Regions from separate parts of the Mus musculus genome. Here regions 1, 2, 3 and 5 are each linked to region 4. A link is a contact called in public Hi-C, HiChIP or PLAC-seq and promoter capture Hi-C data. All regions are on one chromosome and are shown on one strand. The core of a region is the stretch at or near the end of the contact, and the rest is flanking DNA. Distances in the headings are between cores, read along the strand shown. Region 1 overlaps Plut (PDX1 associated lncRNA, upregulator of transcription). Region 2 has its middle 44 kb from the start of Gm34700. Region 3 holds the start of Plut (PDX1 associated lncRNA, upregulator of transcription). Region 4 holds the start of Gtf3a (general transcription factor III A). Region 5 has its middle 25 kb from the start of Gm34700.

Region 1 (4,693 bases), core at 2,085-4,584, 300 kb before region 4:
ACTTAGAAAACTAACTTTGTACATTAAAAAAAAAAAAGAAAAAACTAAGAAAGGGCCGGGCATGGTGGCACACATCTTCAATTCCAGCACTCAGGAGGCAGAGACAGGAGGTTCTCTGTGAGTTCAAGGTCAGCCTGGTCTACAGATCGAGTTCAATGACAACCAGGGCTACACAGTGAGATGCTATTCCAACAAACAAACAAACAAACAAACAAACAAACACAAACTAAATGGTTCCACAGTTCTTGTTCCATGTAGATGAGAGATTTTTAAAATCATAATTTGATCCATTTACACTTCTGTTAAACAAGTGAAGACAGAATCTAAAACTAGGGAAAACATAGTAGAAACCATACAGCCTTGTTGGAGTAGGTGTATCACTATGGGTGTGGGCTCTAAGACCCTCATCCTAGCTGCTGGAAGCCAGTCTTCTCCTGTTTGCCTTCAGATGAAGATGTAGAACTCTCAGCTCTTCTTGCACCATGCCTGCCTGGGTGCTGCCATGCTCCCACCTTGATGATAATGGACTGAACCTCTGAACCTGTAAGCCAGACGTAAATAAATGATGTCCTTGTACGAGTTGCCTTGGTCATGGTGTCTGTTCACAGTAGTATAACCCTAAGATAACATCTATACACATAAAATAAACTAAAATTTATTTGAAAAATGCTCATCTAAACATTCCGTTTTCAGGTAGCATTTCTATAGCTTGTTACTAAAGAAAATTCTCAATTAATAGTTCTAATATGTTGAATTCCTCAAAAGAATCTCGGGGCATAAGACAAGCACATAACCGAAGCCCCTAAAATCCAAAGAGTTTTTGCAAATGCATAAAACCACCGAGGCAAACATGATAACCAAAGACTTAACTTTAAGATTGAATAGAAAAGGGCTGGTGAGATGGCTCAGTTGGTAAGAGTACCCGACTGCTCTTCCGAAAGTCCGGAGTTCAAATCCCAGCAACCACATGGTGGCTCACAACCATCTGTAACGAGATCTGACACCCTCTTCTGGAGTGTCTGAAGACAGCTACAGTGTACTTTACATACAATAAATAAATCTTAAAAAAAAAAAGATTGAATAGAAAAATGAATAAAAGTGATAACATAAATTGTCACTCAGCATAATGGAAATCATTAACTCTATTTTTAAAAAGATTTGCTTTTAATTGTGTGTCTGTGTGTGGTTATGTGCACAGGAGTACATTTTCCTTCAGAAGCCAAAAGAAGATGCTAAATTCACCCAGAGTTGGAGGAACAGGTGTGGGTGCTGGGAATTAAATGCAGATCTTCTCTTAGAACCATTGAGCCAGCTCCTTAGTTCTTAAACTTAATTTTCTTAAAAAAAAAAAAAGTTTATTGAGTACATTGCGAGAAAGCACCTGGCTGGCAGTAGCTGGACTCTCTGGATATTGCCTTGACAAATGTTTAAAGGAATTTTAGGATCTAGTATTATTGAAGTCATGTAAAAGTACTTGTTTCTTTCATAACTTGGTACAACTTGTCTGTGGACCAACTTGACAACAGGTTGCTTTCATTTTTTTTTTTAATTTAATTTTATTTTTTGGGTTTTTCGAGACAGGGTTTCTCTGTGTAGCCCTGGCTGTCCTGGAACTCACTTTGTAGACCAGGCCGGCCTTGAACTCAGAAATCTCCCTGCCTCTGCCTCCGGAGTGCTGGGATTAAAGGCGTGCACCACCACGCCCGGTTTAACCAGTAGCTTTCAAATCAGCATTTTTATTCTTATTCTAAAATTTTGTTCAGAAAGATTTTCGTTAAGAAGTTATTTATTTCATGCATGTGAACACTGCCTGCATTTATCTATGTACCACGTGGTATGCCTGATGTGTGTGGAAGCAGGAAGAAGGCCTAAGATCTCTTGGATCTGGGTGTTAAATGGCTCTGAGCTGCCCTTGTGGCTCCTGGGAAGCAAACCTGAGTTCATTAGAAGAGCACTCATCTCTCAGCCCCCGAGAGCGTTTTTAGTAACATGAGGAATAATGTCAGGTGAACATGTGAGAAAGGGGTGAGGTTAAAACTTTAGATTTACAGTTGGGTGTGGTGGCACACACCTTTGATCCCAGCAGAGATGGTGGATCTCTGCGAGTTCAAGGCCACCCTGGAACTACAGAGTGAATTCCAAGACAGCCAGGGCTACATAGTGAGACCCTGTCTCAAAGAAGCAAACAAAGAAACCAAAACAACAAAACAACAACAACAAAAACCCAACCCAAATCAAACAAACATAGATTTAAGAAATGTCAGTGGAGAAATTGAGATAGAAATAATTCCACAATGTTAAAAAGGATTATTTTGTAGCTTCCCAAGGGTTTCTCATTCTCCTCTCTAAGTTTTTTCAGTCCTTCACTAGACAAAACTTCAGAACTAAAAAGCAAAATTCATCATGTTTTCATAGATGGGTCTTAATGTCTAAGCTTGCTCCTAAATATTGACTGGCATTGCTCTCTGGCTACCAAGCCCAAGTGTCTTGTCTTGTCTTGTCTTTTTCTCTTCTCTTCTTTTCTTTTTTTATTAGTTATTTTATTTACATTTCAAATTTTATCCCCTTTCCTCATTTCCCCTCTGAAAACCCCCCTATTCCGTCCCCCCTCCACCTGCTCCCTGCTCATTGGCCCACCCACTCCCCTGTCCTGGGATTCCCCTACACTGGGACATTGAGCCTTCACAAGACCAAGGGCCTCTCCTCTCATTGATGTCCCATAAGGCCATCCTCTACTATATATGCAGCTGGAGCCATGAGTTCTTCCTTGTGTACTCTTTGGTTGGTGATTTAGTCCCTGGGAGCTCTAGGGGTACTGGTTAGTTCATATTGTTGTTTCTCCTATGGGGCTGCAAACCCCTTCAGCTCCTTGGGTACTTTCTCTAGCTCCTTCATTGGGGACCCTGTGCTCCGGCCAATGGATGACTGTGAGCATCCACTTCTGTATTTGTCAGGTACTGGCAGAGTCCCTCAGGAGAGGGCTATATCAGGCTCCTGTCAGCAAGCATTTGTTGGCATCCACAATAGTGTCTGGGTTTGGTGGCTGTATATGGGATGGATCCCCAGGTGGGACAGTTACTGGATGGCCTTTCCTTAGTTTCTGCTCCACACTTTGTCTCTGTGTCTCCTCCCATGGATATTTTGATCCCCCTTCTAAGGACTGAAGTATCCACACTGTGGTCTTCCTTCTTCTTGTGGTCTGTGAATTGTATCTTGGGTATTCATTCCCAAGTGTGATTTCTTAGATATCAAGAATTCTCTCTTCCTGGGAGCTATTTAGAAACTAGTTCATGTAACACTTAATCCCTGTGTACATAGCAGATGACTAATTCATTAATTACACAGGCTTTGGACTTTCCAGGAACACCTAGGGAATTTAGTCATCTAGGTAGCTATGATGTCTTCTTTGCACTAAGGTCAAATCTAAACACTTTTTCCTGTATATGCAAATATTTCTAAATTAACTACTCAGACTTTAATGTTTTGAAAGTCACATAGTTTTCTTACCTACAAAGCTAAGGATTTTCCATATTTAGGTATCTAGACTTTGATATGGTTTTATGGTGTTTTGGTGACAGCTATTTCTCAAGGACAGATTTCAAGTTATGACTATGGAAAGAATTGCTGACACCCAGTGTGGTGGTGCAATATCAGACCTTAGGGGGCTGAGGCAGAAGGACCACAGGTTTGACGCCAGTGTGGGCTTCATAGCAAGATCCAGTTTTAAAACCAAAATCATTGGCTCTACATAACTGGATAAATTATACTCTGGATTTGAGGAAAAGAAGAGGAAAAAGAAGGAGAGGTTGAAGAGGAGGAGGAAGAAGAGGAGGAGGAGGAAGGGGAAAAGTCCAGAGACTTCTGAAGGGCTGGAAAATATTTGTTGTCTTGTTTTTGTTTGTTGGGTTGGTTTTTGTTTTTTTGTTTTTGTTTGTTTGGTTTTTTGAGACAGGGTTTCTCTGTATAGCCCTGACTGCCCTGGAACTCATTCTGTAGACATGGCTGGCCTCGAACTCAGAAATCCGCCTGCCTCTGCCTCCCAAGTGCTGGGATTAAAGGTGTGTGCCGCCACTGCACTGTAAGGAAAATTTTCTTTCAACTCAGAAGCAAAACATAGAGCCACCTCCTCTCGTTCTCTGGTATTACACAAACAGTTCACCTAGCGCTTTCTAGACTCCAGTTGAGTCAAGTCTTCAGGTAGGAGGTGGAGAAGAACGCGAGCTGTATAGATCATCCTGCCAAGAGCTAACTTTCTGTCTATGGAGCAGACAGGCATTGCCATGGTTACCTGATGCCTGGCTCCAGAGGAGCACCTGGGAATCACATGCAATGTTTATCTGTCACCCTGGCCCTGGTGGCCCCATGAGCCCTGGGAATCCAGAACCCACACAGGTAGACAGGTTAGAAAGTTAAACAAACTGGCCTCAATATCAAAACATAAACCCCCTAGACATCTCAAAGGTGTATGAATTTGTCTCACCAATCAACTGTTGGGGAAAATTTCATTTATATGTGTTGACTATCCTCAGGCCAATGAGAAATAGCATATCAAATTTTGTATTTCTTTTTTTTTAATAATTTATTTTTATTTTATGTGCCTTGGTGTCTTGCATGCATGGATGTCCGTGTGAGAGTGTCACATGTGCTGGAACTAGCATTACAGGCAGGTGTGAGCCGCCATGTGGGTACTGGG
Region 2 (4,863 bases), core at 2,254-4,753, 290 kb after region 4:
GGGTTACGGCTCAGCCTCTTGTCTCTTCAGAGAAGGTGTTGCATCTGTGCCTTATGGGACAGGTCTCTCAGACTGGGTGGTTTAAGCAACAGAAATGTATTGCTCAGAGTGCTAGAGGTTGGAAAATCTAAAATGAAGGTGCTGGCAGATTCCTTGTCTCTCGATGGTCTGAATCATAAACGGTCCCTCTGGCTACACCGGCAGCAAGGTGAAGAGGACCCAGTAAAAACGTGACGCCTACCATTTCTGAGGGGGTCTAGCACCAAACTTTACCTGACCAGTATCTCCAATAGGATGGTAACTATCACGGTTTTAATGTCTTCAGTCTTTTCTAATCTTTTAAAGATTTATTTATTTTAAGTGTATGAGTGTTTTGCCTATATGTGCATATGTGCATCATGAGTATGCCTGGAGTTTTCAGGCCAGAAGAGGGCATCAGATCTCCTGGAACTGGGGTTACAGATGCTTGCGAGTCACCATGTGGGTGCAGGAAATTAAACCCAGGTCCTCTGCAAGAGCAGTCGGTGCTCTTAGGGCCTTCTTGGGGCTCTTTTAAAAGGCCAGCAATCCTATCTTTCAGAACTCCACCCTTGTGACCAACTCACATACAAAGGCCACCTTTCCAAATTGTCAGGCCTGAGGGGACATAGGTCTTCCACCTGGGATTTAAGTCTCCCTGACAGATTAATCTCAGGGGGAGAGGGTGTTCCAGGCCGAGGTTACCAGTGGTGTATGAGTGGAAAGGTCTAAATCATCGTTGCTGTTGGGAATTCCATGGCAGGTTCTAGGAACTTGACTGTCCTCTCCTGGGAGTGCTGCGCTGCAGAGAGCCCCTGCTTCCCAGAGAAAATGAGAACAGCAGAGATCTTATGGGATCAGTTTCTCCCCTGTGGTTGCTTTTCTGTTGCTGTGATAAACCATCATGACCAGTCAAATCATGGCAGAAAGACTTTATCTTGGCTTACGTTCCAGAGGGATAGGAATCTATCATGGTGGGGAATTAGGGTGGCATATGGCTGGCATGGTGATGGGAACAGGAAGCTGAGAGCGAGGGTGAGAACTAGAAGGAATATGGCCTTTCCATCTCAAAACCCCACTCCTCAGTGATGTGTTTCCTCCAGGAAGGCTGCCCCACCTAAACCTCCCGAAGCAGCACCATCAACTTGGAACCAAGTGTTCAAATGCCAGGAACCTGAGAGGACATTTCCCACTCAAACCGTGATGGTTACCATCCTATTGGAGAAACCTGTCAGGTAAAGTCTGATGCTAGACCCCCTCTGAGATGGTACATTTTTAGACCTCAAACTTGATTGTCTTAGAAAAGGATGTTAATTTTCCTTATGTATATGTGCATGCACATGTGTGTACAGGTGCGTGTGCATGTGTGTGCACCTGTGTGCACATGCACGTGGAGGTTGAGGACAATCTTGCGTGTCATCCTTAGAAGTACTATCAATCTTATTTGAGACAGGGTCTTTAATTATCCTGGAACTTATTATTTAGCCTAAAACTGCTGCTACCAGGGAGTCCTCAGGATCTTCATGCAAGCACCTCACCAATTGAGCCTTCAGCCACTGCAATTTGGCCTGCAGCCGTGTCTATGGTATTTTATTTATTGCTAACTTATTGGCTAGTGTGGTAGTTTGAATATGTTTGCCCCAGGGAATAGCACTATTAGGGGGTGTGGTCTTGTTGGAGTAGGTGTGGCCTTATTGGAGGAATTGTGTCATTTTGGGGGTTGGCTTTGAGACTCTCTTCTTAGAAGACTGCCTGGAAGCCAGCCTTCTCATGTTTGCTTTCAGAACAAGATGTAGAACTCTCAGCTCCTCCTGCACTATGCCTGCCTGGTTGCTGCCATGCGTAATGGACTGAACCTCTGAACCTGTAAGCCAGCCCCAATTAAATGCTGTCCTTATAAGAGTTCTCTTGGTCATGGTGTTTATTCTTAGCAATGGAAATCCTAACTAAGACAGTAAGGGACTAGCCTACTGTGGGCCTAACTCCTGCGCAGGTGGTCCTGGATTAGACAAGAAGCAGGCTGAACAAGACAAAGCAAACAGGCCAGTAAACAGAGATCCTTCGTGGCTTCTGCTTCAGTTCCTGGCTCCCTCAGTGATGAATTGTAGCCTGTAAGCCAATTACACCCTTTCCTCCCCATATTTGATCAATATTCTATCACAGCAACAGAAAAACAAACCAGGGTAAACCCAGTGTCTTGGGGGCCGTTGTCACTCGAAAGGGCGGATATGGTGCTTTTTGTCCAGGTATGCTTTGCAGGATTGCTTTTTTTCTGTTACTCACTGTAGCAGTAATAGTTAATCTGCTCTAACTCCCTGCTGGGGGCTGCGTGTGTGCTTCTCGGTACCACCTCAATATTGTAGATTCTTGAATGAAACACACACACGCACACACACACACACACACACACACACACACACACACAGCCTTATTTTTAATATGCCTGTCTTAGTTAGGGTTTTACTGCTGTGACAAGGCAACTCTTATAATGACAACATTTAATTGGGGCTGGCTTACAGGTTCGGAGGTTCAGTCCATTATCATCAAGGCAGGAACATGGCAGCATCCAGGCAGGTATGGTGCAGGAGGAGCTGAGAGTTCAACATCTTCATCTGAAGGCTGCTAGCTGAATACTGACTTCCAGGCAAATAGGGTGAGGGTCTTAAAGCCCACACCCACAGTGACACATCTACTCTAGCAAAGTCACACTTCCTTACTCCCTGGGACACGTGTATACAAACCGCCACAATGCCCTAAAAAGCTCAATGCTGCTGGGCCCCTCCCAAACTTCCACATTGCTGATGCCTTCCCTCTGAAACTCCTGAGTTACTACTTACTAAAGAACTATATCCCATCTTTGCTACCCCAAACGGGAGAGGGTCCCCTGGGTCTGCTCTTCCCTGGCTCTTCCATGACTGTGTGCTTTCTCTCCTGCAGCTCCCAAGCCTGATCCTCCTGCTTCCCTGTGGCGCTTGTAAATATCCCCTCTTCTTCCCTGGGTTCCCTTGCCTGGAAAATCTAAAGTCCCGCCTCTGTCTCCCTGCCCAGCCATTGGCCACCGGCAACTTTATCTACCAACTAGAGCCAACTAGGGCCAGGGATCCATGGCATCTTACATGCAGACGTGTGAATTCCCGTGTAATTTGGGAACCCAGTTAACATAATATAAGCAATACACAGAATCCACAACAACCCATCCTCCTGTGGATGTGTTTCCAGTACTACAGAGGCTCTGCTGGGACCCTTGCTCCTCAACCTGGTGTAGATTTCCAGGAATCTCATGGCTCAGCCTCCTCTCTCCCCTCTCTACTGTTTGCTGGGCTGCTAGCAATACCGTTCCGTGTACTACGGTTTCTCCCTCCTTCTCAAGCACTGTGATAGCTGGCACACAGGGTTCTTAAGCAGTAGCGTGCTATTTCAGTGTCTCAGGCCAGTGGGGAAGAAGAGACTAAACAGAGATCTGGAAGAGGAAGCTGCTTGCTTCCCCCACACCCCCCACTTCCTTCCTGCCCTGTTTCTGAAGCTGAAAACCACAGGGGCCATTTGTGCAGCTCTGAATCATGTCTTCCTGGGAAGCCTGGCAAGGTGGTAGGTTGAAAGTGGTTCTTGGAGACCCAAGATCGGGTGGGAGAGAAGGAGGTTGGGTTGGCGCATCCCCAGATTTGGGTTCTGTGACCCATTTCCTCTTGTCTAGAACCTTCTCCGCAGCTATAAAGGCCATTCCCTGCTGTGCACCTTGTGCTGAGGCAGCTGGAGGTTCACGGTGCTGTCTGAAGTGCTGTACACGGGCCCCTGGACTCTGGGTTAATGAAAGCCAGTGTCAACCTTATCCATTGGTGCTGTGGTTTGAATATGAGATGCCCCTAGAGGCTCATCTGTTTGGATACTTGGTCCCCAGTTGGTAGCACTGGTCTCCCAATAGCACTATTATCTGGTGTGGTGGGAGTTTTAGAAGGTGGAGTCTCACTTCAGAAAGTGGGTCCCTGGGTGTATCCCTTGAGGATTTATCCCTCTGCCTTCTGAACTTTGGGGATGTGAGGAGCTGTCCTGCTACCACAGAGCTGCGTGCTGCTGTGCCTTCTCTGCCTGGTGGATAGCATCCCCTCCAACAATGAACCCCTGAGTTGTCTTTTGCCAGACATTTGGTCACAGCAAAGGGAAAATATCGAATATAATTAGTGTATGAGTGAATCCCAGGCTGGAGAGAGACTTGGGTGCTGAGAAGAGTAAACTGAAGAACCGTCTTTAGAAGTGGGGTCTAGTGGGCTGGAGAGATGGCTCAGCGGTTAAGAGCACTGACTGCTCTTCCAGAGGTCCTGAGTTCAATTCCCAGCAACCACATGGTGGCTCACAACCATCTGTAGTGGAATCTGATGCCCTCCCTTCTGGTGTGTCTGAAAACAGCTACAGTGTACTCATATACATAACATAAATAATTAAAAAAAAGGGAAGTGAGGTCTAGAGTTTAGATGACTGCTCCTAAGAAATTATGTCAGGGCTCTATCTGAGTGGTCACAGTGGTCCCTGAGGGCATATGTATATGTATATGTATGTGTATGTGTATGTGTATGTGTATGTGTATGTGTATGTGTATGTGTATGTGTATGTGTATATGTGTATATGTATATCTCTCCATTCTGGTCCTGTGGACTCTTGAAGTCTTTATATACTTATTGGGTCACATTGTGGCATCTTAGCCACAAGGGGAAACCTCTCAAATGTAAAACGTTGACTATGTCTGTGGCTGGTGGATATGTTTCCTGCCATTTAATAAACTTAGCCTACTAAGCAAAATAGTCCCCGGTAGTGCATGAGACCATGCCCATATCTGCTGACCATGTTGGA
Region 3 (4,825 bases), core at 1,576-4,075, 320 kb before region 4:
GGGGCCCCATGAAGCTCAAATATTTTATTCCCAGGCCAGGAACAGCCCTCCTACTGATCGCAGCTGTTGAATCCAGCCGCAGCCCATTGCTCCAGAGACCCACTGCGGTTCCACCAGAGTCTTCCCTAAGCAATGGAGCCCTTTTCTCAGGCCATAGCCATGCCGGTTCTCATCTCAATATCACACTTGGAACTGGCAACCAGTGGTTTCAAAATTAGTTCATTTAATTGATGTTAAAATGCACATAATAAAAAAATGATCAACTCCTTTCTACTTAAGGATATGCCTTAAATGCAAAATTTTAAACAAACGTTCTGATGTTGACCCAGTTCAGTTCAGTCTGATTACTATCTCATCCTCATAGGTATATATATATCCAAGAAACATTTCTAGAATAAGCTTTTACCACAATTAATGCTAATTTCCTCTTTATTCCCTGTTTCATTAAAACAATGCTAAGCTCAACATGTTAACTTATTTTACTGGTGGCGAGGTCTTTAATTCTGGTTCTCTGGAGGCAGAAGCAGGGGGAGGCAGCCCCGGAGGCGAGCTTGGTTGCCTAGCTAGCTCCAGGTCAGCAACAGCAACGTAAATGAGTCTCAAAAATAATTTTAAGTGAATGTAACAACTCACTAATAGATGCAGACTACAGTTTGAAAGGCTATGGTGCTCTCTTTAAGTTATGGACATATTTTGTTATAGCTTTTATTTATTTGTTATATCATCTTTATGCTTTACGTCTTTATTATTGTTGTGTGTAGAATATGCTTGTCAGAACACGGCAGTGAGCACAGGGAGGTGGGGAACACCTTTAGGGATTTGGTTCTCTCCTTTTATTTTAGGTTCTGTGGATTGAATTAAAGCCCTAAAGCTTGAAAGGGAACGTGTTGGTTTTTTTTTTTTTTCGTTTTGGTACATTTGTTTGTTTGTTTCAAATAGTCATCTTCCTGGGCTTGTATATTATTTTTAATAAAGTTATAATGAACTCTAACTGAGTGTTAATTGTTACTGTGATTTCAATTAGCCCTCTGCCTCTGAGAAGAAGAAATTCTGTTTTGGGAAAGGTCGTGCTTAGCAGGAAAAGACCACAAATGTTGCTGAGGCCAGATCTATCCTGAACCAGAGCCACTCTGAGAAGGGACGGATGGCTCACCAAAGGGCTTGCCCGTGCTTGCTGCAAACCCGCATCTAAAGCAAGCAACAGACCCAAGTCACCGGGAAATCAGCGAAGCCAACCAGTGTTTCCCAGGTCTGGGTCCTTTCTTCCCAGCTCGGTAGAGCGTCTACTGCACTGGACTGTGTGTGGATGCAGGATGGAAGGCTCTCCAGCAAAGCCCAGTGGAAGAGACTGAGGCCGACTTGATTCAGGACAGGGGTGAGAGACAGTTTCCAAAGAGCTGAAAGGTGAATGAGTGTGTTGAGGGCAAGGGATTAATCTTCAGGATGGAATCTGCTCCCCGGGTCTTCCCCCAGGTACTGGGGAGGCACTAGAAGCTGAAGTGAAGTCCCCAGACCACTCTTTGGAAAGCAGTTTGTGTCCTCAGGAACACAAACCTGTGTCCCCAAACCACACAGGCCTTTCCTGGTGTAGGAAAGGAAAGATACCTAACCTTAAAGAGACATCTTAAATGCCAACAACTGGCAGATTCTTCCAACTACTGCCCTCAGCTGCCTACTTTGCCAAGCCCTAATGAAAGACTATAGGGAACCTGTGCTCAGCTAGAGGAAGCCACGGGTGGGAATTAAAGTTAGAATCTGCTGGTGAGATGTTCAGAGTGCTCGATCTGACTTTTCTGGGGCTCAGTAGAACTCACCAGTAGGGATTATGAAGTTCTTTTAAGTCCAATTATTTATAAGCGGTTATTGCCATTAGCATTCATAGTCCTACTATAAGCCCTTCAGCCATTAAGCCCTTTCCAGGGGTTGTGAACCGACGAAGCACACGCAGGTGGGTTCGCTAAACCTTGCAGTCCTTCTGAAGTGGGGCCGGCTGGAGCTCTTTGCAGGTTTCTACAGGGAGAAGAGAGGGGTAGTCTGCCTCGAGTCCTGCTTGCTGATGGTCAGAAAGGATCCGCAAAGGATCCTGGTACCCAGATCTCACAGTCAGGAGGGGTCTCCAAAGTGTTCACCAAACATAGGAAAGGCTTTCTGCTTCCTCTGCTCAGATTTAACTCCCTGGCTTGTTCCTACCCTAGCCCAGAGCAGGAGTGGATAGCCAGAAAGAATCAATCTCCGGGGCTCTGCTTCGTGGTTCCTTGGCAAGGAACCCCCTTTAGGTGGAGGGTCTGTCTTTGGGCAGCCCAATGGCCAGGTCTCAGCGCCCTTTGGTCTTGGCCTTGAGAGGCCTCTGCTGCGGCCTACCTGCTCCAGCTGCTTGGAATTGCTCAGAGGTGGAGGATCTCCCCAGCAAGAGTTTGGGCCTGTTTTAAGTCAGGGTTTTTTGTTTTGTTTTGTTTTTTTTTTTTGTTTTGTTTTTTTTTTTTTTTTTTTGTTTTTTTCCTCGGTGAGAAAATGAACTAGCTAAAGGAGCCTTCCCCCTTCTTTTTCCACCCTTGAATCCTTGGTGAACCTCGTTACCCCCATACTCTCTCGGAGCTTTGCTTGGCTGCTCCTGGGATAGTGTCAGACCAGGCGCCTTAGGACCGGAGGACAACGTTGAGAATTCTCAGGGGATGGCAACTCCAGCGTCTTAACCCTTCGCTCCTGCTCCCGACAGTCAGTCGGAAAGCAAAAGAAAGAGCAGCTATTTGCAGTCCAGGTGTGACCAGAAGTGGCTGTAGACCGGAAGAGATAACATTGTGGAGCGGCGGGCACAGGCCCCCACACGAATTGGCTGCCAGCATCCGGCGGGAAGGGACCTAGGGCTTGCTCCGCTTCGCCTCTGCTGGAAGGAAGGACTTTATCACAAAGCAGGCGCCTAGGGCTAAGGAAAGCCAGGGTGTCTTGCTTCTTTGAGCCGGACAGCAGGGAGGAGGCCCCTTCTTCTGCATATTTGCTTCCTGGGACGCGGCTCCAGAGAGGACCCTTCAAACACGTTGGGTTGGTTCAAAAAGAATTGGCACCCCAGAGACCTCTGCCAACTGCCAGACTCCGAGAGAGTGAACCACCTGCCTTTCAACCCTCCCGGTGAGCACCTCGCGTTGGTACAGCCTCTCCCTGTTCACCCCCACCCCTCATCCTACTCCAGGGCCTACCTGGATGGACGCAATTTTCCTTTCCCTTCTTCCTGTGTTTCTCCTACTCCTACTGCCCCTAGGAGGCCCCGTTTCTCTAATAAGGCCACTAGGATAGAGCCGGGAAGTGAAGGGGCCTAGGGTTTCCAAGGGACTCCATCATCAGAGACATCTTGCATAACTTGCTTGGGGCCCTTGGGGTCCGGGAGTCCAGGTTCCTCTCTGCAGAAAGATCCAGAGAGTTCGGGAGTTCTGAGCCTGGCTAGGCCTCTTCTTTCTCCAGCGTGGGAGTTGGCTCCCAGGGTAAGAAAGGCTCAGGACAAGCGCAAGGAGGGAAGAGTGTTGAATGGAGAACAAGCTGCCAACATGAGTGGACTTACTGGCTTGCATAGACTTTATTCTAAGCCTGCATTATCCTTGCGGGTTTCAGAGGAACTTGTGAGAAAAGGCCCGGGGGAGTTCTTGAAGGCAGTAGCAGCCAAGTCCAGACTAGGGAAAGAGAAAGGGAGAAAGAGCCAGGCTTACCTGCCCACTGGCCTTTCCACGCGTGAGCTTTGGTGGATTTCATCCACGGGAAAGGGAGCTGGACGCGGTTGGGCTCTTCCAGGCCCCCAGGCTCGGTTCCATTCGGGAAAGGTCCGGGAGGTGGATGGGCGAGCCCGAGCTGAGCTGGAAGGTGGTGGTGGAGGTGAGCGCCAGCCGGGTCGTCGGAGGCGAGCGGGGGCACTTCGTATGGGGAGATGTCCGGAGGACTTCCCTGCTCCAGTGATCCCAGCGAGCTTGTAAACTGGGGTGGCGGCGGAGGTGGGGGCTGGCGGCCCATGTACAGGCACGCAGGGGGGTTAGCGCTGAACTCTGGCACCGGGCCCCTCTGGAATGCGCACGGGTCCTTGTAGAGCTGTGTGGCCGCGTAGTACTGCTCCTCACTGTTCATGGTGGCAGCCGGCACTTGGGGGCCAGCAGCCCCGGGTCGGAGCTACAAGCCAGGCCTTAGGCGCTGGGTGGCTCGCGGACTCTCTACGCCACCCCAGATCGCTTTGACAGTTCTCCACTGCTCTCCTGGGGAACCAGAGGCTGGCTGGGGACAAGCCGGCCGCCGTGCCATAGGCTCTGGGGCACCCCACGTGGTTTACCCTGGAGCCATCATTGGCCTGGAGGACTGCCTTAAGAAGGAGGCTTAGGTGCCCGCGAACACCTGCACTTGTTTCAATTTTCTCTCTCAGTCGCCTGATCCCTGCTTGCTGCTGTGGAGCTCTCCAAAACGGGGCGCACAAAAATACCAGAACCTTTACTCTTTACAAAACCGCTCCCAATGAGCTTAAAAAAAAAGTCTACATCTCCTCTTCCCCCTCGCTATGTTTTTTGTTTGTTTTTGGTTTTGTTTTAAGACAGGGGGTGGAGGTCTAATTTTGTAGCCTGGCTGGCCTGCAACTCAAGATGTAGTCCAGGCTGGCTTCAAACTCCTTTTCCTCCCCAGTTCTGGGGTTGCAGGTGTAAGGCACAGCGTCTAACTTTTAATTTTCTTGTATTTTTGTATAATGTATGTAAATATCAGCTCAATAATATGACTTGCAAAACGTTAGGGTGCAACTGTTGAAAAATACAGTTTTTGAGAAATGCTTGCAGAACTCAGCGCTGTAAGCCTGAAGCTG
Region 4 (4,393 bases), core at 386-2,885:
CAGATTTCCCTCCAGAGACGTGTCCATTCAGAAAGGTGCCTGCCAAACACAGGCACTGTAGAACCAAGTTCCACATCAAAAACACCCCATCGTCCCACAAGTCACCGTGGCACACAGGCTATTGTTCTATGGATGTCCAGCATCTGATAGGCAGGTTAGCCTGCTCCTATGGGGTGCAGGCTTCCCCAGCAAACCCCTTTTCAAGGTGGCTTTGAACCCAGATAGCCTGTCTGCCCAGATCTCTGCTACAGCATCATTTTACAGCAAAGAGGCAGAGGAAAGGTTGCATCTCATCGCAGGTGACCTGTGTCCATACTAAGAGATAGCAGGCACAGAGACAGTTAAATGTGTCACAACAGCTGAAAAAGCTCACAGGTGCAAAGGCAACCGAAGGAAACAGCTCCCAGCCCCAAACACAATCTCCAAGTGGGACCCTGGAGGTGGGGAAGGGGATGCTGTCATGAATCCACAGTAAAGCTATATCATATCCTAACATCCAGTTCTGTGTTTCCCAACTATGGAAATAATCTGAAATACAGGAAAGGTGGCATCAAGCCTTCAATCACAGCCAGTGGACAGGAAGACACAAGTGAGCCACACTGCTCAGCACGGCGTCAAAGAACCTTGTTCAGATCCAGTCCCAGGGCAGGACCCGTACTAATCAAATTATTGTCGAGTTTGGAACAATAAACACAACTTCAAAGCCACGTGTGGTGGTGCACACCTTTAATACTAGCACTCTGGAGGCAGAGGCAAGTGGATCTTTGAGTTCGAGGCCAGTCAGGTCTACAGAGTGAGTTCAGAGTGAGTTACACAGAGAAACCCCGTCTCAAAAAAACAATGATAATAATGATGATGGTGATGAACCACAACTTTTAAGTGTCCACTAGAAAGCAAGCTCTGCCTCGGACACAGGGACAAAGAAAGGCCAAAATGTGGGAACAGAATGGTCAAAGAGAAACAGGGATAAAGTTACAAAGTATGTTATGAGGGACAACAGTGGGTTGGTAAGTCTGTCAAGAGATAGACCAGGGTACAACCAAATATAAGAACCAGGGTAAAGGGCCAAGCAGGAAGGCTTTTCCTGACCACCTTTACCCACAGCCTTAGTACCCGACCAAAGCCCGCCTGCAATTAAAAGGGTGCACACTTGTTGCTTGCAGGAAATCCTGACATCCTAGAATTCGGTCTTTGCAGAGCGCCTGCCCTGCCCTGCCCTGCCCTGCCCTGCCCTGCCCTGCCCTGCCCTGCCCCAGCCAAGCCCAGGACGCAGCCCCTGCGCCAGGCCCTGCCGTGCACACGGGCGGCCAGGTTACCTCCCCCGTGTGTTTGCATAGGTGCGCGTCTAGCTTCCAGGCTTTGTTGTAACTGGCGCTGCAGTCGGGAAAGGAGCAGATGAACCTGCTGGGCAGCGCGGGGCGCGGCGGCGCGGGGCCCTCACAGGCCCCGACGAACGCATCCGCGATGGTCAGCGACGACACCGCTTCCGCGACTGACACCCGCGGCTCCAGGGCGACACGATCGGGCCCGGGCTGACGCGGGGCAGCCACGTGCCGTCCCCGGGAACGCGGGACGCAAGCCACTGGCGCCCGGAGACTTTGAACTTCCGGGAACGCGGCCCGCTAAGGCTCCAGGCCCCGCCCCTTAGCCCCCCCCCCACGCGCGCCACGACTGCGCATGCTCCCAGAGGCCGTAGAGCCCGGTTGCACATGCGCATCCAGGACTCGTCCACGGCGAGAGGCAGCCAGGCTCTGGGCTCTGGTTTCGCGGCTTAGGGAAACGGAAGCGCTGCTTAAACGTCCCAAATATCAACCTGACATGACTTAAGGTGGCCTGTTTTTCACATTCCAGTTTTGCCCTCTGCATCCTGCCACTAGCCTCAGGACATGGTGAATCCCAAGCTTGTCTGCTCCTTCGAGTCACGTGGAATTTTTTTTCAAAATTCCGAAGCCCAGAACTTAACCAGGACCAATTAAACCTTAATTTCTGACAGCAATTGTGCTGGTGTTTTGTCAACTTTCCTTTTGTATCACTGAGTCCTCTAGTGTTTGACGCTGTTTTCAGTTGTGGGATTTCCTCTTTCCCTTATCTTGATTTAATCTCCGTAATGGCAGAGACTGGAAAATACCCTATTCGAATCCTCCCTGGCAAAGTGTAGTGCATCAATGAAGGGCAGAACCGATCTTTCTGCTAGTTGGATGACGACAACCATGGGAAATCTTAAAGCTTGTTTGTTTGTTTGTTTGTTTGTTTGGTTTTGGTTTTTCGAGACAGGGTTTCTCTGTATAGCCCTGGCTGACCTGGACTTCACTTTGTAGACCAGGCTGGCCTCGAACTCAGAAATCCGCCTGCCTCTGCCTCCCGAGTGCTGGGATTAAAGGCGTGCGCCACCACACCCAGCTTTTTTTTTTTTTTTTTTTTTTTTTTAATGAATATCTTTACTGAAGAAGGTTAAAATGTACTTTATTCCAGTCAAACTAATCTACAAGAAAAAGGATTGAATGGAGGGCGGTCTCAACACTGTTGACAGGTCATTCTCTGTGCGGCCCTGTTGGGATCTCATGCTCACGGCCCCCTCTGCTCCTTGTAGTCATGCCCCATGCGCATGTGCAGATTGCTGGCCGGCTCTTCCTTCCTTCCAGTCCCTCTTCCCCTTTCTCACTCTCTTGTCTGCTCTACCCCATCAGCGGACACTCTTCTTTCAGCTCCAGTCTTCTGTCTCTCCTTTTCCCTGAAGATGAGCTTCTAGAAGATTCTGAGATCCCACCCCTGTGACCATTGTTTTCCAAGGATTTTGGTCTCAGTCAAGCAGCCTGGACTTCTTCATCTTCTTTTTCTCCTCCTGCTTGATAACCCTGGTTAGACAATATGGGACCCAGCCAGGATTCAGGTTCTTTCCAGACCCTAACATACCAGTTTCGGGAATGGGGAGTGTGTTTGGGGGAGGGGGGCAGATTGTGAGTCATGAACATGGACAGAACTAGCCCAGTAGTGGTAGTGCATGGCTTTAACCCCACACAGGAGGCAGAAACAGGTGGATCTCTGAATTCAAAGCCAGCTTGCTCTTACAGAGTGAGTTCCAGGACATCCAAGGCTACACAGAGAACCCCTATCTCAAAAAAAATAAAACAAACAAAACAAATAAACATAAGCCATAGCTAGAACTGTTGCATCTCTATTCCAGCTAGTGAAGTTCATTTATTAGCCTTCATCCAAAGTGGCTGGAGATCTTTTTCACTCCTGAATGCTGAACCCAACATGGTTTGCAGGGTGGGTGAGAGCTATGATCCCATCAGAACAGGGCTATTCAAGGAGACTTCACTTCATCCTCAACTTCATGAAGAGCATTCTGCTACTCGGGGTTATTCTTCCCACAAACAATTCCAGATTGCATCCTGTCTCTGTTTATTCCATCAAGACCTTCCCATCCGGCTGACGTGTCACCGGGTGGCACGTTGAGAACCCTTAGCCCTCACCACACCACAGCCCACAACTGAGGAAGACGTCCCTTCCAGAAGCTGCTCCTTCCCGCTCTAGCATTGTCTATGATTAGAAAGAATCATAGAGATCGTTTTTTTTTTTAATCCAACGCTTGAGAGGATAAATATGATACTAAAGAAGAAGTGGCCATATAGTGGATGGGAAAGAAAGTTCTGAAATACTAAATGCACACTAAGAGGCCATTGTCATCAACAAAGTCAGGTGTCTGGTCTTGAGGGGGTAACCAGACAACTGGAAAGGAGAGGGCGTAGAAATGCTTAGGTGTAATGGTGACTCAGCTGCCCCGGTGTAAGTCAGAGGCGTGGGCTTCTGCGACCTGACTCTGCACCCTATTTCTGAATTGACCAGAGTTAACTAATTAATTTCTCTGAAATCCATGTTTTCTGCAAATAACAATTATAATGTCTGTGGCCCACAGTTGTAAGAATTGTATGAAATGATGACCTTGTGTGAGCTACTGTGTTTTAATTACTTAGCCCTGTGTAAAGTAGCTCGCATGGCATTTCCATCTTTCTGAGGAAGGTTCCTCCTTGCCTCCAGTGAAATTCTTGGCAATGGACACTTTTGAAGCTTCTGTGTTGGAGAAGTCTCTATGGTAAAGTACTAACCGTGACCTCTGGCCAGCAGCCAGGTAAGACCCCAGGCCCTAAAGCCCTAGAGGATTTTGCCACAGTCAGTCCTTCATTAAAACATTTTAACCCTGGCCTGTTGTGGTTTAACCCTTGTGCTGTTTTTATTCTAATGTTAATTCTGCTTCCTCAAGAAGGGCTGCCCCAACTCAACTAGATCACTACTCAAGTGATTTCACATGAACATTCTCCCCATTTTAACTGGTCATAAAGGCTAGAGCCTGTGATTAGGCAGTGGAAAGAAAAGGTGGGACTAGAGATTT
Region 5 (4,816 bases), core at 727-3,226, 270 kb after region 4:
AATTAACTAATGGTGTTGTAAGCAGAAGGTGTGTGGGCCATTCTTCCCTGTGCTTTGTTTGAGCAGAAGCCTGGATATGCCCTAGACAGGCAAGGAGCATTTGCCTTGGTGTCCCCCTGCCCCTGGCTGTACTTCTGTCTGGGATGTTTCTATAGAGTGAGCAGTTTATCAGTTAATTTCTTTTATATGTATGGGTGTTTAACCTATATGTATGTCTCTGAGCTATTTGTGTGCCTGGTATCTGAGGAGACCAGACGAGGCCGTCAGATCCCCTGGAACTAGAGTTGTAGACAGTTGTGAGCTGCTGTGTGGGTGCCAGGACTCGAACCCGGGTCCTTTGGAATTGCAGCTGGCGCTCTAACCACTGTGCAATCTCACCAGTTCCTTCATTTGAGTAGTTCCAACTGAGTCTGTAAACACCTCCTCTTTGGTTGTTTGCTCTACTGCCCATGCGTGTTTTAAGAATGTAGATGTCTGGCTGGAGAGATGGCTCAGCAGTTAAGAGCACTGACTGCTCTCCTAGAGGTCCTGAGTTCAATTCCCAGCAACCACATGGTGGCTCACAACCATCTGTAATGGGATCCGATGCCCTCTTGTGACATCTCTGTAGAGAGCAACAGTGTACTGATACATAAAAAAAATTAAATAAATCCTTAAAAACACCACCACCACCACCAACAACAACAGAATGTAGATGCCGGTCCGCTGTGCAATCACATGTATGAGACATGCAATGCTGGTCTCGCATGGACTTCTCACTCTGCTACTGAAGGACTTGCGTCCCCATCCGTTCTGTCCGTATTTGCATGCCAGCTGGGCTGTCAACTCGACTCCTGGCAAAGGGGGCGTTCTGGGTCAGGAGTCTGTTGCCAGCTCTGAATTCTTTCCAAGGAAGGTTAAAATCCCTCTAGGGTATAATGCAGTCCCCCAAAGCCCTCTTAGCTTCTTTGGGGGCCCAAGGAGGACAAAGAATCTGGGGGAAGGGTGAAATCAGTGGATGGTTCTGGGGCTTAGGAATGGGGGTGGGGTGGGGTGGGTGGGGTGGAGTGGGGGCCTGAACCCATTCAGCCCCTGAGGGCAGTAGGTGACAGGGTTGTAGAAGGTCACTGCTATTAGAGAGGACTCTGGGAATGTCAAGCTGCTGCAATCACCCTCAGGAGGTCACTGCTGAGTTTGAGTCAGACTCTGTGGGATGAGAGGGTCCCTTTTAAGAGCCACTATTTAAATTTAAATTTTACTCTATGTCTTACCCAGAGCCACAGGATCTCAACCATGTGGACCCATGAAAGGAAACCACTTCTTTCTAACATAATAAAATACTGCTTTAACTGAGATACCATAAAACAGGACCACGTTGGCCGTCATCATGCATGCGGTTCGGCGGCATTGAGTCCCTTCTAGTCCTTGCGCAACCCCCACCATCTGCCTCCACGGCTTTTCATCATGCAGAACCGAAACTGGAGCAGATTTCATTAAACATTAACTTCCTCCACCCACCGCGGCCAGCTCCTGGCAGCCAACACCCCAGTCTTCCTTTCTAAGTCTGACCTCATGTATGTAACATCATACAGGAATTCTCTTCTCGGGTCTGGCTTATTTCATCAAGTCATTCAGAGTAGCCAAGTGTCCCCTGGCTTTAGCCACTCCGTCACATGTGCCAGGTTTTATTCCTTTTCAGTCTGAGTACTATTCCATTGGGTGCCGAGGCCGCGGTCTCCTCATGCTGGGGGACACATGGCTACTCTGAATGACTTGATGATGAACACAGGTGAACCAGAGACCTACTTGCAAGGAATACCTTCCAGGACCACCCTCTCCAGCTCCCCCCCCCCCCAGCCCCACTCTCCCAAGGATTTCTGAAACGGCAGGGTTCTTGGACACTATCCAAGATAGAGATGCTCTGTACAAGGACAGTCAATCGGATAACTGAGTTAGCTCCTAGGTAACTAGAAAACAGGTAGCATGTACCGTGTGGATACACTACACAAAAGCATGACCAACCCCGGGCTGGGAGGAGCGGAATGACAAAGGCCACTGTGCCACTTCTTGGAATGAGGCACTGTTTAGAACTTGTGAAATGCTCATTTCTGGATTTTTTTTTTTCCATTTAGTTTTCAACCCAACCACAGGCAGGTTGAAACTGTAGAAAGAGAATTATGGGTAAGAGCTTCCTCCAACTGCAAAGGAACTAGATGACTTTAAAGATTCCCCCAAGAGGTCCCAGCAAGTTGAGAATGGCTGAAGTTAATTGCTTTTGAGCACATATTATGCACCACTGACTACCTGATGGGCGTTTGCTCTGTGGCTCCTCACAGCTCGTGAAGTGGGACCCACCGCCATTCTTGGATTCAGAAATCAGACACAAGAGAGAGCCTCTGGAGCCACGGTCCAATTGTAGGTGGAGCTCAGGCCTCTGTCCCCAGCGCTATGCTATTCTGTCCGCCTCTCGCCATGGCTCCTGGCAGCACTTCCACTTCAAGGGAAAGGCCCTTGAAACACAGCTTAGAGACATCAGAATGCAATCTTCAATTTCACCCTGGAAAGAATTTTTTTTTTCCTGCACACCAAATATTTAGTAAGGAGGTTTAATAAATAAAGGTTGTTTATTTTATGTGATCATAGTTATTTTTATTTTAACTTGCAGCTTCATGGTTATTTTATAATAAGTTATCAGCCTGTGTGTTTCCTGAGGTTCAGTAATGCGGAAGCTGTTTCGTGGGACTAAGGCCGTGTGTTACCCGCGACAATACTGCCATCCTGTGGCGGGATGGAACACTGCAGCTTTGTTAACTATCCAATCCTGCAAGGGCAGGTGAAGAAAAGGTCAGGGTTGTATTCAAACGGGGATGGGGGTGGGGGTGGGGGTTGGGGTGGAGGGTGGGGGTGGGTGCCCTCTCCTGCTTGAGGCCACAGTCAGACCATGTCCTCAGTTTGTCAGAGTCCAGGACACACACAGTTCCTGTTCCCTTTGACTCTCGGAGACTCCTGCTCAGACGGGAGTTGTGGCGGGAGACTCAGGGCGCTGGTGGGAGGGTAATGGCAACCCCACCTGCAACCACAGGGACCAAGAATCCAAACGTGGTGTGCATCTCACCCTGTCCTTACTTTTAAGAGGTTTCTATTAACCAGAATTTTCCTTCCTTTCCTCTCTCATCATCCCCCCACGTCGCCTTCTCCCCTCCCAAAAAGGTTGGGGGAGTGTGTGTGGGCGGGGATGCATTGGGAAGTGACCAGATCAGACCTAATTGCCAGCAAACAAGCTCAGGTATATAGGAGCAGCTCTTGGGCAACGCCGAGGACAGAGAAGTCAGGTGGGGAACCCTGGATGTGTCAGGAATGAGCTGGCTTTTCGCCATATAAGGTCCTGGTTCAAGTGCTTGGTAGTTGTTCAACTCGGGGCTGGCGCCGTCCGGAACTCAGTTTTGGTGCCATCTGGGTAAGGGGGGGCTTGACAATTCGGGCAGGGCTGTAGAGAGGGGCTTTCTGGCCCACACCATGCTGGTCTTTGGTGATGGCTCGTGTTTGCTGTCAGTAAACCATGCATTATGGGCACCAGGAGGAGGGTGTTTGAATTAATTTAAATGTATGACTGTTTTGCCCGAACATATGTATGGGAACCATATGTATGTCTTGTGCCTGCAGAGGCCAGAACGACCATTGAATCCCCTAGAACTGGAGTTACAGATGGTTGTGAGCTGTCATGTGGGTGCCAGGAATTGAACTTGGGTCCTCTGCAGGAGAAACCAGTGCTCTTAACCACGGAGCCATCTCTGCAGCCCTGTGTAAATGTTCTAAAAGATGAGATCTTTTAGGTCACAGTAGTTACTGTCGGCTGGGCCAAGGTGACCTGGATATGTCTAGCTTGGATTCTGTGGAGGTCATGAACTCAGGGCAACTAGCTACACAGCCAGTGTTCTGTGACTGTGTCCCTCTACACAGCCTCTTTCCTTCCCTAGCACGCTGGGCAATCACACAAACATTCAATCTCCCTCTACCCGCTTTCTATTTTTCTTCTCCAGAGTCTTACTATGTAGCCTTGGCTGGTTTGGAAATTGCTATGGAAATCAGGCTGGCTTCAAACTCAGAGATCTGCTTACCTCTGCCTCCTGAGTGTTGAAGTGGTCTCTCTCTCTCTCTCTCTCTCTCTCTCTCTCTCTCTCTCTCTCTCTCTCTCTCTCTCTCTCTCTTATCGAGATAGGGTTTCTCTGTATAGCCCCGGCTGTCCTGGAACTCATTCTGTAGACCAGGCTGGCCTCAAACTCAGAAATCTGCCAGCCTCTGCCTCCCAAGTGCTGGGATTAAAGGCGTGCGCCACCACTGCCTGGCTCCTCTTCTCGTAAAGCCCTTCCCTTGGATGATTTCTCTGGCTGACTTCCCTTGCTTCTGCTTAGGTTCATTGCTCTGTGCTTCTTCCTGGATCATGTCAGGTTCCCTAATGGCCTCCCATGCAGAGGAGTCATCGGGACCAGAAGACTGTAAATGAAATGGGCACCAGAGTTCGAAACCTTTAAAAACCAGACACCCCCAGGGCTGGGGAGATGGCTCAGCGCTTAAGAGTATTTGCTGCTCTTGCAGAAGACCCCGGTTTGGTTCCCAGCACCTACTGCAGGTGACTCACAAATAACTCCATGTAACTCCAGTTCCAAGGGATCTGAGGTCCTCTTCTGGTCTCCACCGGCACCAGGAATACACACAGTGTGCAGACATAAGGCAAGCAAAGCACCCATATACATAAAAATAAAATAAATCAAATATTAAAAAGGAAAAAAGTAAGGTCCTTCAGTAGTTCACAGAAATCTTGAGAGCTGTGGACTTC

What was found. Promoter capture Hi-C pulls out the DNA fragments that hold promoters and counts their contacts. A called contact is a pair of places that touch in the nucleus more often than the background predicts. HiChIP or PLAC-seq counts read pairs in DNA pulled down with a chosen protein or histone mark. Capture Hi-C pulls out chosen DNA fragments and counts their contacts.
Region 1: an HNF4G HiChIP or PLAC-seq map of pancreatic cancer cells shows a contact between it and region 4. The contact joins the enhancer-like site here to the promoter of Gtf3a in region 4. A contact is called at or near these places in 15 of 39 promoter capture datasets (the 3T3-L1 cell line, the C10 cell line, HPC-7-derived erythroid cells and 12 more), 1 of 15 datasets of contacts at CTCF or cohesin (large pre-B cells), 22 of 484 Hi-C or Micro-C datasets (B cells, the C3H10T1/2 cell line, the HPC-7 cell line and 16 more), 27 of 115 datasets of contacts at active chromatin or transcription factors (the 230-238 cell line, the SCID.adh cell line, T-cell acute lymphoblastic leukemia and 21 more) and 3 of 9 other capture datasets (adipose tissue, liver and pancreatic islet).
Region 2: a contact with region 4 is called in a promoter capture Hi-C map of pre-B cells, with 4 times the contacts expected there. The contact joins the enhancer-like site here to the promoter of Gtf3a in region 4. A contact is called at or near these places in 4 of 39 promoter capture datasets (the 3T3-L1 cell line, the C10 cell line, hematopoietic stem and progenitor cells and 1 more), 1 of 484 Hi-C or Micro-C datasets (B cells) and 1 of 115 datasets of contacts at active chromatin or transcription factors (the 230-238 cell line).
Region 3: a contact with region 4 is called in a promoter capture Hi-C map of pancreatic islet. The contact joins the promoter of Plut here to the promoter of Gtf3a in region 4. A contact is called at or near these places in 17 of 39 promoter capture datasets (3T3-L1-derived adipocytes, the C10 cell line, the HPC-7 cell line and 11 more), 3 of 484 Hi-C or Micro-C datasets (bone marrow-derived macrophages, embryonic stem cells and nephron progenitors), 16 of 115 datasets of contacts at active chromatin or transcription factors (T-cell acute lymphoblastic leukemia, acute myeloid leukemia, craniofacial prominence and 11 more) and 3 of 9 other capture datasets (adipose tissue, embryonic stem cells and pancreatic islet).
Region 5: a Hi-C map of B cells shows a contact between it and region 4, with 32 read pairs. The contact joins the enhancer-like site here to the promoter of Gtf3a in region 4. A contact is called at or near these places in 15 of 39 promoter capture datasets (the 3T3-L1 cell line, 3T3-L1-derived adipocytes, the C10 cell line and 10 more), 2 of 15 datasets of contacts at CTCF or cohesin (embryonic stem cells and pro-B cells), 7 of 484 Hi-C or Micro-C datasets (B cells, the HPC-7 cell line, the N1E-115 cell line and 3 more), 17 of 115 datasets of contacts at active chromatin or transcription factors (the 230-238 cell line, acute myeloid leukemia, bone marrow-derived dendritic cells and 11 more) and 5 of 9 other capture datasets (adipose tissue, embryonic stem cells, liver and 2 more).

What each region holds. Positions count from the first base shown.
Region 1 is chr5:147,246,007-147,250,699 of GRCm38.p6, reverse strand. The region is part of intron 1 of Plut (PDX1 associated lncRNA, upregulator of transcription); the gene reads left to right. Among named protein-coding and RNA genes, the nearest start is that of Gm38750, 9.8 kb to the right of the region's middle. Within about 2 kb of position 3,334, at least 7 of the 459 cell types and tissues checked have an H3K27ac peak or open chromatin away from gene starts, as enhancers often do. A contact at or near this core is called in pancreatic cancer cells, where this site is marked.
Region 2 is chr5:146,654,266-146,659,128 of GRCm38.p6, reverse strand. No RefSeq gene overlaps it. Among named protein-coding and RNA genes, the nearest start is that of Gm34700, 44 kb to the left of the region's middle. Within about 2 kb of position 3,503, at least 80 of the 459 cell types and tissues checked have an H3K27ac peak or open chromatin away from gene starts, as enhancers often do. A contact at or near this core is called in the 230-238 cell line, B cells and pre-B cells, where this site is marked.
Region 3 is chr5:147,269,521-147,274,345 of GRCm38.p6, reverse strand. Plut (PDX1 associated lncRNA, upregulator of transcription) reads left to right here and starts at 2,825. Exons shown (of 6, transcript NR_038157.1): 1 at 2,825-3,126. It overlaps Pdx1 (pancreatic and duodenal homeobox 1), which reads right to left and starts at 4,249. Exons shown (of 2, transcript NM_008814.4): 1 at 3,699-4,249. The coding sequence starts at 4,107.
Region 4 is chr5:146,945,899-146,950,291 of GRCm38.p6, reverse strand. It overlaps Gtf3a (general transcription factor III A), which reads right to left and starts at 1,635. Exons shown (of 9, transcript NM_025652.3): 1 at 1,317-1,635. The coding sequence starts at 1,511.
Region 5 is chr5:146,673,326-146,678,141 of GRCm38.p6, reverse strand. No RefSeq gene overlaps it. Among named protein-coding and RNA genes, the nearest start is that of Gm34700, 25 kb to the left of the region's middle. Within about 2 kb of position 1,976, at least 117 of the 459 cell types and tissues checked have an H3K27ac peak or open chromatin away from gene starts, as enhancers often do. A contact at or near this core is called in B cells, the HPC-7 cell line, the N1E-115 cell line and 11 more, where this site is marked.